3 separate regions of the Mus musculus genome follow, and all the other regions are linked to region 2. Evidence: chromatin contacts called from public HiChIP or PLAC-seq data. All regions are on one chromosome and are shown on one strand. The core of a region is the stretch at or near the end of the contact, and the rest is flanking DNA. Distances in the headings are between cores, read along the strand shown. Region 1 overlaps Tprg (transformation related protein 63 regulated). Region 2 has its middle 99 kb from the start of Trp63. Region 3 has its middle 150 kb from the start of Tprg.

Evidence for each region. HiChIP or PLAC-seq counts read pairs in DNA pulled down with a chosen protein or histone mark.
Region 1: a contact with region 2 is called in an HNF4G HiChIP or PLAC-seq map of pancreatic cancer cells. The contact joins two enhancer-like sites. A contact is called at or near these places in 1 of 39 promoter capture datasets (hippocampal neurons), 3 of 15 datasets of contacts at CTCF or cohesin (the NIH/3T3 cell line and pro-B cells), 20 of 484 Hi-C or Micro-C datasets (the C2C12 cell line, adipose-derived mesenchymal stem cells, bone marrow-derived dendritic cells and 13 more), 5 of 115 datasets of contacts at active chromatin or transcription factors (a colorectal cancer cell line, embryonic fibroblasts, embryonic stem cells and 2 more) and 1 of 9 other capture datasets (embryonic stem cells).
Region 3: a FOXA1 HiChIP or PLAC-seq map of pancreatic cancer cells shows a contact between it and region 2. The contact joins two enhancer-like sites. A contact is called at or near these places in 1 of 15 datasets of contacts at CTCF or cohesin (the NIH/3T3 cell line), 1 of 484 Hi-C or Micro-C datasets (myocytes) and 1 of 115 datasets of contacts at active chromatin or transcription factors (pancreatic cancer cells).

What each region holds. Positions count from the first base shown.
Region 1 is chr16:25,375,823-25,378,531 of GRCm38.p6, reverse strand. All of the region lies in intron 4 of Tprg (transformation related protein 63 regulated), which reads right to left. Among named protein-coding and RNA genes, the nearest start is that of Tprg, 90 kb to the right of the region's middle. Within about 2 kb of position 1,366, at least 33 of the 459 cell types and tissues checked have an H3K27ac peak or open chromatin away from gene starts, as enhancers often do. A contact at or near this core is called in a colorectal cancer cell line, embryonic stem cells and pancreatic cancer cells, where this site is marked.
Region 2 is chr16:25,583,570-25,586,269 of GRCm38.p6, reverse strand. No RefSeq gene overlaps it. Among named protein-coding and RNA genes, the nearest start is that of Trp63, 99 kb to the left of the region's middle. Within about 2 kb of position 1,404, at least 37 of the 459 cell types and tissues checked have an H3K27ac peak or open chromatin away from gene starts, as enhancers often do. A contact at or near this core is called in a colorectal cancer cell line, embryonic stem cells and pancreatic cancer cells, where this site is marked.
Region 3 is chr16:25,438,830-25,441,529 of GRCm38.p6, reverse strand. No RefSeq gene overlaps it. Among named protein-coding and RNA genes, the nearest start is that of Tprg, 150 kb to the right of the region's middle. Within about 2 kb of position 1,344, at least 27 of the 459 cell types and tissues checked have an H3K27ac peak or open chromatin away from gene starts, as enhancers often do. A contact at or near this core is called in pancreatic cancer cells, where this site is marked.

The sequences.
Region 1 (2,709 bases), core at 117-2,616, 210 kb after region 2:
TAAACTATAAAAACTGAGCTAAAAATAGATCTTTTCTTTTTTTATTTTAAGTTCATTTAAGTATTTTCCTGAGTGGACAGCCGGTTGAGACACCCTCAACACCTTGGGCCTGGTGAAGTCTGCGTGATACTATCAGGTTCCATGCCTCAATGAAGAACACCTTCTATATTTTACACATGAGAACCTCTAAAAAATAAAAAAAGATCAGTCTCACAAAGCTTAACTTCTATAAATATAGAACTGCCCACCCCAAGTCCACAGTGATGTTGATCTGGAAATGCATCCAGTTTAAAGACATATAATTACATTCTGGGGCATTTTTAAAGAAAAAAATCATTTCTGTGGCCAAACTTAGGAACTGTATCCCATATCCCAGAGGTTTCACTCCAATGGCTGTGAGTAGCCCTCTGTTTCCCAATAGCTACAGGCAAACTGTCAGTCTAGCTAAATTAGATAAGGAAGGACGCTCATTTCCTTGGACTTCAGACCAATGAAAACCTTTCAACTATAAGAATTTTTGCAAGAAAGGATTTGAAGTAGCAAGGCATCTGTATCTCAAAATAGGCTGTCATCAGGCCATTTTCAACATATATTTTTTTTCCTTCTGGCTTCTAGACAAACACAACACGATTTCCACATAGGAGTGGGCAGACAGCACCTTCGTCATAGTCTTTGTGCTGGTCAATGGAAAGACCTTGGGGGCAGCTTCCAATATGCCTGGGCACGTTCACAATTTTTGTGGCTTTTCTCAACAGTGTTTTCCAGTTAAGAACTGTGAACATTTCAACCACAAGCTAAGGGCCCCCCAATAAAGGTCTATGTCATGGAAGATGGGGTACACTGAACTTTAAGAAAGCCAACACTTAGGAAAGATAGCGATTTTTTTTTCTAGGCTAATCAGTGGGGAAAAGAAAGAGAGACGGAGACCAATTAGACAGCAAGGACTGAACAACCTATTCCGATCGTCTCCTCCATCCATCTTTGTGCAGGGACAATAGTAATAAGCCTGGGTTGAGAACTCGTGTCCCCAGTCTTCGTGTGACCCCCCCCCCCCCCCCCCAGAATGTGCTCTTTGTCACTGTCTACCAGGATAATCAGCTCAAGGAGGACTGAAATGAAGGAGAGAGTGAACATTTTTCAAATTCTGGATCTTTGGAGAATCCTTCCTGTAGCCTCCTCTGAGTGAGCCCCCTTCACTCCTTCTGTGCCACCTGGGTCACAAGTATCAGCATTTGCCACACGCCGTATACTTAATACTTCTCCAATCTCACCGTTTGCCCCGGAAAAACGAATACTTCACACATTGCTCCCCAGAGCTCAGCTCTGGCATGCTTGGCACACTGCAAGAACTGAATAGATACTGAATTAATGGGCTGACTCCTAACTCCATGGAGATAAGGAAGAGAAGGGGGAGGAGGGCGACTCTTAGAGAAGCTGACTTCCACTTCACTCAGGGAAAATCATGACAAGCAAAGTCTTCCCCAAGTCAATTCTGTTTTACCAGAAGTCCTCTGAGGCTGGACAACTAACAGTCCGGATGCCCGAAAAGGGAAGTCTGCTTTGAATGGTCACCAGTTTACTGATTCTGTGAGTATTCCATTCCAGGCCATTAGCCTCCTGGTTGATCTATGAGAAGAGTCTCTCGCGCCACCTTCCTGTAGGAGGCGGTACTGTCTCCCAGGTCTGTCAGCATCTGAGCTGGCTACTGAACTCCACTGAGCTCTGGCAGTAAATTTAAAGAGAGAACTTTGAGCAGGAGAGGTCTGCGGTTGGGAAATCATCTTAATCATCCACGATTGAGCGGATTTGATTAGAAGAGTGATCTCAGCAGTCAACATGAAACCTTACACAGACAGTAGGAGTCTCCGATGCATTCCCAGAAGAAAATCCCCGCAAATGAGATCTGAAAATCGGTCATATCCCCTTTTTCTTTTTTTTGAACTGTCACTTTATGGATTCGAAAGGAAATTCGTGTACAATCACAGAGCTAGTGCCTTGTAGAGTTGGCACAAAATTCAGCTGATTACAAGGCCAGAATTCATTTCGTTGCCCAATGCTGTGGAGCCCACTATAATATAACACTTAATTATACAGGTTTGGCAATACAAGCCAAAGCATATCCCAAACATAATAATAGATGCTTAAACTACATATGGGAAAAGCATGCTATAACTTGGTTAGCCTATGACGTGAAGACATTCTGAAGGGACTGTTTGCACTGTTTTCCCACCAAGGGCTGAGTTGTACTCTTGTACCAGGTGGGGAGGGTTAACTGTGCTGTAAACTGTAAAACACATGATCTCACCAAGAGTCCAAACCAAATTCAAGAGACTGCATATGAGCAAACCACTAGGCTTTCCAATAGAGTACCTGCTTACACTGACCAACATCCCTGAAATGCTGTTATTAATTTCCGTCTTTACTGATGAGAATTGGCTGACAAGAAATAAGAGTCAGTATGTGAAGCCACTTTGCTTTGTGATCCAAGCCTGAGTTTTCCTGAGTAGTCAGGGCCCCACAGTTGTTTATGTCTCTGTAACTGTAATTTTACCTAAGTTGCTTTGCCCTTCTGGGTCTTATATAGTCTCTATGGGTCCCTCTATCTCCAGAATTTTTCTGACACAAATATTATGATTGGGAGAAAAGGATTTATAGGTCAATAATGTAGAGAAGTAATGAAACAGTTTTCTTTGAGGCTGTAACCCCTGG
Region 2 (2,700 bases), core at 155-2,654:
GCAACCCTAACAAAATGTGAGTCACCATGTTCTACTTACACAGAATATTTTAATCACGTACCAAGTAAAACAACTCAAAGATGTTACAGTTCTTCAAAAAGCATGATTAAAACCTGGAAGGCTGTCAAGGTGCGGATCTTGCTGTGTGGTGCCTGAAGTCAAGGCTTCTGCTGGTCCCTCTCTTGTCTGAATATAGCTGTAGATTACACCACTCTCTCTAGATTTAGTGAAAGTGTGAAAATTTAAAATGTACAAATTCTCAGGTTTCTTATGTAGCTGTGACGAAGCTGGGTTACTTCTCCAGGGTTGCTCTATCTCTGGAAAATGAGAGGGAGATGCTAGCAACTCTGCACTGGTTTAAAGGCAACAAGAGGGCAACAATTGTCTGAGAAAGGAACTGGAAACATCTCCTTGCTCATCTTTTAAGATGCAGTAGCTTTATCTTTGGGCATAGTGTCTGCTTTCAACCCTGTGAGTCGTGGCCATCTTTCTATTGCTTCATATCAGACCCCAGCACATAGCTATCCAGTGACGGTATCCATCATTTAGTGCTTAAGTGCATCTGTGTATCCTAAGGACATAAAGAGTCTGACATGGAGTGAGTGCAGGGTAGGAAGACTATTGGCAAATTGGTGAAAGGATGGGTTGAATGGATGAATACTGATCCACCATACCTTTTATGTCAGCTCAAAATAACAATAAAGCTCTAGTTTGCCCTCACACATTGATTTTTGACAAAGCAATTTTCCCAGGCAGAAAAACTTAAGTTAGATGACCTCGTGGAGCTTTGCCATCTCTCTAACTTCTTGGTTCAACAAGTAATTGAAGGGAATCAATCTCGTGCTGTCTGACAGTTTTGACAGCTGCTGTTCTCGGGATGTCAATGCATGTGCTGTCATTCTGCTTAACAATTTAGAACTGAACAGAGACATATGCACTGCTAGTCACATTCCTCTGGTCTTGCGCCTGCCTCCAGCTCCCCTCTTCTGCCGTGGTTTATCTGCCACCACTCAAGTCAGTGGCATGTGTTTTTAGTGCCTGAACATTGCTTTGGTGCCTTTGTCCGGAGCTGGAGGCAAGATCAGAGCCCATGTTCCCTGAGAATCGCGACACTGCTTTCACAATGGAGTCTCCAGCCTCCTTGCAAACTAAAAGGGCTCCATAAATTTGAGTCTCTTCACATAATAAATGAATCTTTTCTGTGTGTTTAGCCAAGGGAAGGGGATATGAAAGTGAATAAGAGTAATAATAAAAAGCGAGCGAACAGCATGGGTATAATTAAAGTGAATAGCTCACACACAAAAAAAAATAAATCTCTGAACGTTGACTTCCTCCGGGACACACCCCATTACACCCAGACCTCGCCTCAGAAAGGTATGCACAGCTTGACATGCTAATGCAAAGCAAACACCCGCACTCGTGCTCCCAGGGACATGAAGAAGACTGGGTTTGCTTTCTGCAGATCACGGGGCTCAAAGCAACTGGATTTCAAAAATCTCAGTGCTCAGTATGAAACTATATAATCATGTATATTTCCTCAAATCCGTGGGTGGCTTGGGTTTAACGACCAACACGGGAATCTTCCCTGTACCATCAGAGCACATTTTCATCTGTGCCCAAATGAATAGCCAGAAGCTTAGTAGGACTATTTGGGCCCAAGCTATGCTCTGTAGGATTTCCCCCAGAAGCGTTCCTTGCAAAGTATGAGCTCTGAGGGAGCTTGGCTGCTCCAGTCTGGGTGGGGCAGTTCAAATCTGCACGTGCTCCCCTGCAGCTGGGTTAAACACAAGAGCCTGCAGGCGAGAATCTACTTTTCTTTCTCAAGAACATTGAGTCCAAGTCACTCCTGGAATGAAGATTGAGAACTCTTTCCTTATTGCTTTGATTAGCAGAGTTTGGGAACATAGTCTCTGGGTTATTTATAAGCAAGAACAGTGCATGTGGCTCCTTTCTTCAAGAAGGGCTATTTACACAGAAGCTTCTCGTAAGATAGTAGCTGCCCTTTAGGAAAATAAGATTCACCATAAGTTGATTATGGATATGATATGTACAGTTTTTAAATCTTGGTGACTTCACATTCCACTACTTCAATTTCTATATTTTGTTTGTTTGTTTGCTTGGTTTTGTTTTTTTCAATGAAGCATGTATGTTTAAAAGTAGCCAGCTGGACTCAGTTTAGATGATCCAAATTTTGTTGTCAACGTACAAAGCATCATAATCAGGAGTCAGCTGAAATACAGCCCCCCTCTTTCCATCAGACATGAACAGATTGAGTTGACCATATCAATGTCATTGAATTTCTTCAAACCCTGTCTGATCTGGTGTTTGTTGGGTTTGGCATCCATACTAGACACAAATATGTCATCTTCTATCTGCTTCTTGGCTGACTTGGAGGTCACTGGGAACTTGAATGATGGTACAATGGGCAAACTTGTTTCTCTTGGGAGAATGCTTGTAGAGGAATGCTTCTGGAGTGGCAGTGTCTTGGGCAACGAGAAAGTAAGTATGTAATGTGTGGATCTTCTGTGGGTCGAGGGGGGGGTGGGTTTGAATGCCCTTCTAGAGCTGTTTTCTTGGGTTTCAATGACCTTCACTTGGCTTTGGTACAGAGGCTTCCTTCTTTGCTTTGGGAGAAGTTTCCTGTCAGTGCCATCAGGCTTTTCTAGAGAAGCAGGGGTGGGGTTTTTATATTTGCATAGT
Region 3 (2,700 bases), core at 95-2,594, 140 kb after region 2:
ATCTCTGAAAATATTCCTCTAGGATATGCTAACAAGTTCAGTGTTGTCATCTCCACTTTCAACTTTCCTCAAGTTACTTCTGTTGGAGGAGTATACTCAAGCTGTAAGCATGCTTCAGTTTAAAGCAGTTTCACTTACACTGGATGTTGTTGCTCTTACACCACAATACACTGAAAACTTGGGGTACATGTTAAAAAAACATGCTTTTCTGTAAAAATCAAATACAGGAGCTGTGTCTTTGATTCAAAGTGACAACATCTGGCTTGTTTGTTAATTCTAGATTTTTGGTTTCATATTCTGTACAGTATGTGAGTGTATACTTTTCAGTTTTGTTTTTGTTTTTGTTTTTTAAATCCAGGACAATTTTGAGTCATGACACCAATACTTTAGGAGTTTGGTCATGCTGTTTGTATGGAATTCTGAGGCTTTGATTTAAACCTTACCTTGTATTGTGAATTTCATTTAGATGTATTCTACTAAGTGAAACTTGACAAATAAATCTTCCTTTTAAAAACTGGAAATGCTTATTTTTGAAAGATAATTCTATTCTTAAAAATATCATGTGAATACATGATCGCCCATTCCATAGTCAAAAGTGAGCGTGTTTGAACCATTGGGAGCTTGACCACAGACATTAATGTCTAGGAATGGCAGGAAGCTTCCATGTGAGCTGTAAGTATTTGCAGCCCATACTCAGGTGCTCTAACACTGTCTTCCTTGGAGCTTGGTGATTTTAGAAAGCACTGGGAATCTTTTCATATTTATACAGGAGCAACATTCCCTAACACCAGTCCACCTGGTTGAATTTAACTGCTGGTTTCAGGAGCACAGCCTAAACACATTGCTCACCAAGCTATGTTTCTATACTGCCTATACCCACAAAACCCAAACTACCTACATAATCTCATTTTACTTTTGCCAAATTCATTTTATCTTTGGGTGTGTTTGATGTTCAAATTATTCTCTCTCATTTTAAAGAAAGACATAGCCCAATCACAGTGGTGAATTATTGAAACTTGAGCTATTTAATTCTATTTAGAGAGTTGTTGGGAGAATAAAAACAAGATAATGCATAGGAAATATTCTAGCTCAGATGCCAGCACATAAGTGCTTGGTAAATGTTAGCTTAATGTCAGATAGTTCCTTACCCGTAGCAAAGCATTTGTCAGCTTTGGTTCATGAAGCACCCTAATGCCTTGGAGGCATTTTTAGAGTTCCTTGAAAGAAACTGTGGTCACAGCACACAAGCTTCAAATTTCTCTGCTGCAACACACAGTGTGGATTGTAAATATGAAATAAGAAACCTAACCCATAGCATTTTTGCAAAGTTGAATGGTTAAGAAAATCGTACTGAAACCATATCTGTGGAATTTGTCATCATAACATAGAAGTGACTCAGCTTTATAGCACCTCCTTTATATGACCTTGGTCAGTTTATCCTGTTCCTCAGCATCCTGCTTCCTTCAACTGAAAAAAGAAAGACATGTTGGTAACATGAATCTTTGGGAGACTGACAGTAAAACGAAATGTGTTCTAAATCTTAGAAACACAGCAAATTTTACACAGGCAAGAAGATGAGAACCACCTTATACCACCACCACCACCACCACCACCACCACCAATAATAATAATAATAATAATAATAGAAAATAAGAAAAAACTAAAGAAAATGAGCAGATGATTCCATGCTCACCTGCCTCCTTCCACAGGCAGGTTTAAACTTAGAGACTCTAAAAGAATCTGGAAACACCATAACTTCAGAACACAAGGGAGCACTTTATGGTCTGGGTAACATAAGAGTGAATACATGTCTAACCAAAAGGCAAAAAGTAAACAGGACAGGATAAACTCTAATTTAATGTCCCTGGGATGGATCTCTATAGCGAGGGAAATGATAGCAAATAAAGTTGATAAAAACAGAAATAAAAGCATATTATATCATTATAATGAATATAAACACACCTAAAAATAAAAAGAGAAAGGGGTGGATGTAGTTAAGATGTAGACAAACTAAGGCATTCTCCCAGAGAGTAAATCAACAAATGACATCTGATATGAATGAATGCATGCATAGAAATCGTATTGTACTTCTGCTTCAGCTATTAATGTAAACAAAAGAACAAGAAAAATAACTTTTCTAATGACATACTGACTTGAAAGCAGATTTGGGTGGAAAAGTTGGGGGTTTTGAACTCAAATTCTTCTTAGCATTTGTTTTTCTTAAATATGGAATGAAATATGGCAAAAACATGCAATTCAAAAATGCTTGTATCTTCTTAAACATTCCCAGAAATGATCAGAGATGCTGCAATCCCTCTTCATTGATAGCATTCAGGGTCTCATTACCCTTCCTTTCTTCACACCTATCCTGCTCACTCTGATGACCTCTAGACATAAGCAGTTTTGTCTATTTAAATTAATTACAACATAATAATTTTAATTTCTAAATCTAAACCTGCCATATTTCATGATTACTAGTCCCTGTATCGGGCAACACAGAATGAAGAACTTTGGATCCTTCTAGTATCCCAAAATGTTCTATTACAATTTATTCTCATATATCTAAATATTTGAAGCGATCATACACATATGAAAAGGAGCATGCTATGTTTGTCTTTCTGGGTCTGGTTTGCCCCCTTCAGATTTATCATTTCAAGGTCTATCCACTTAGGTGCAAACATCGTCACCATTTCCCTTTTT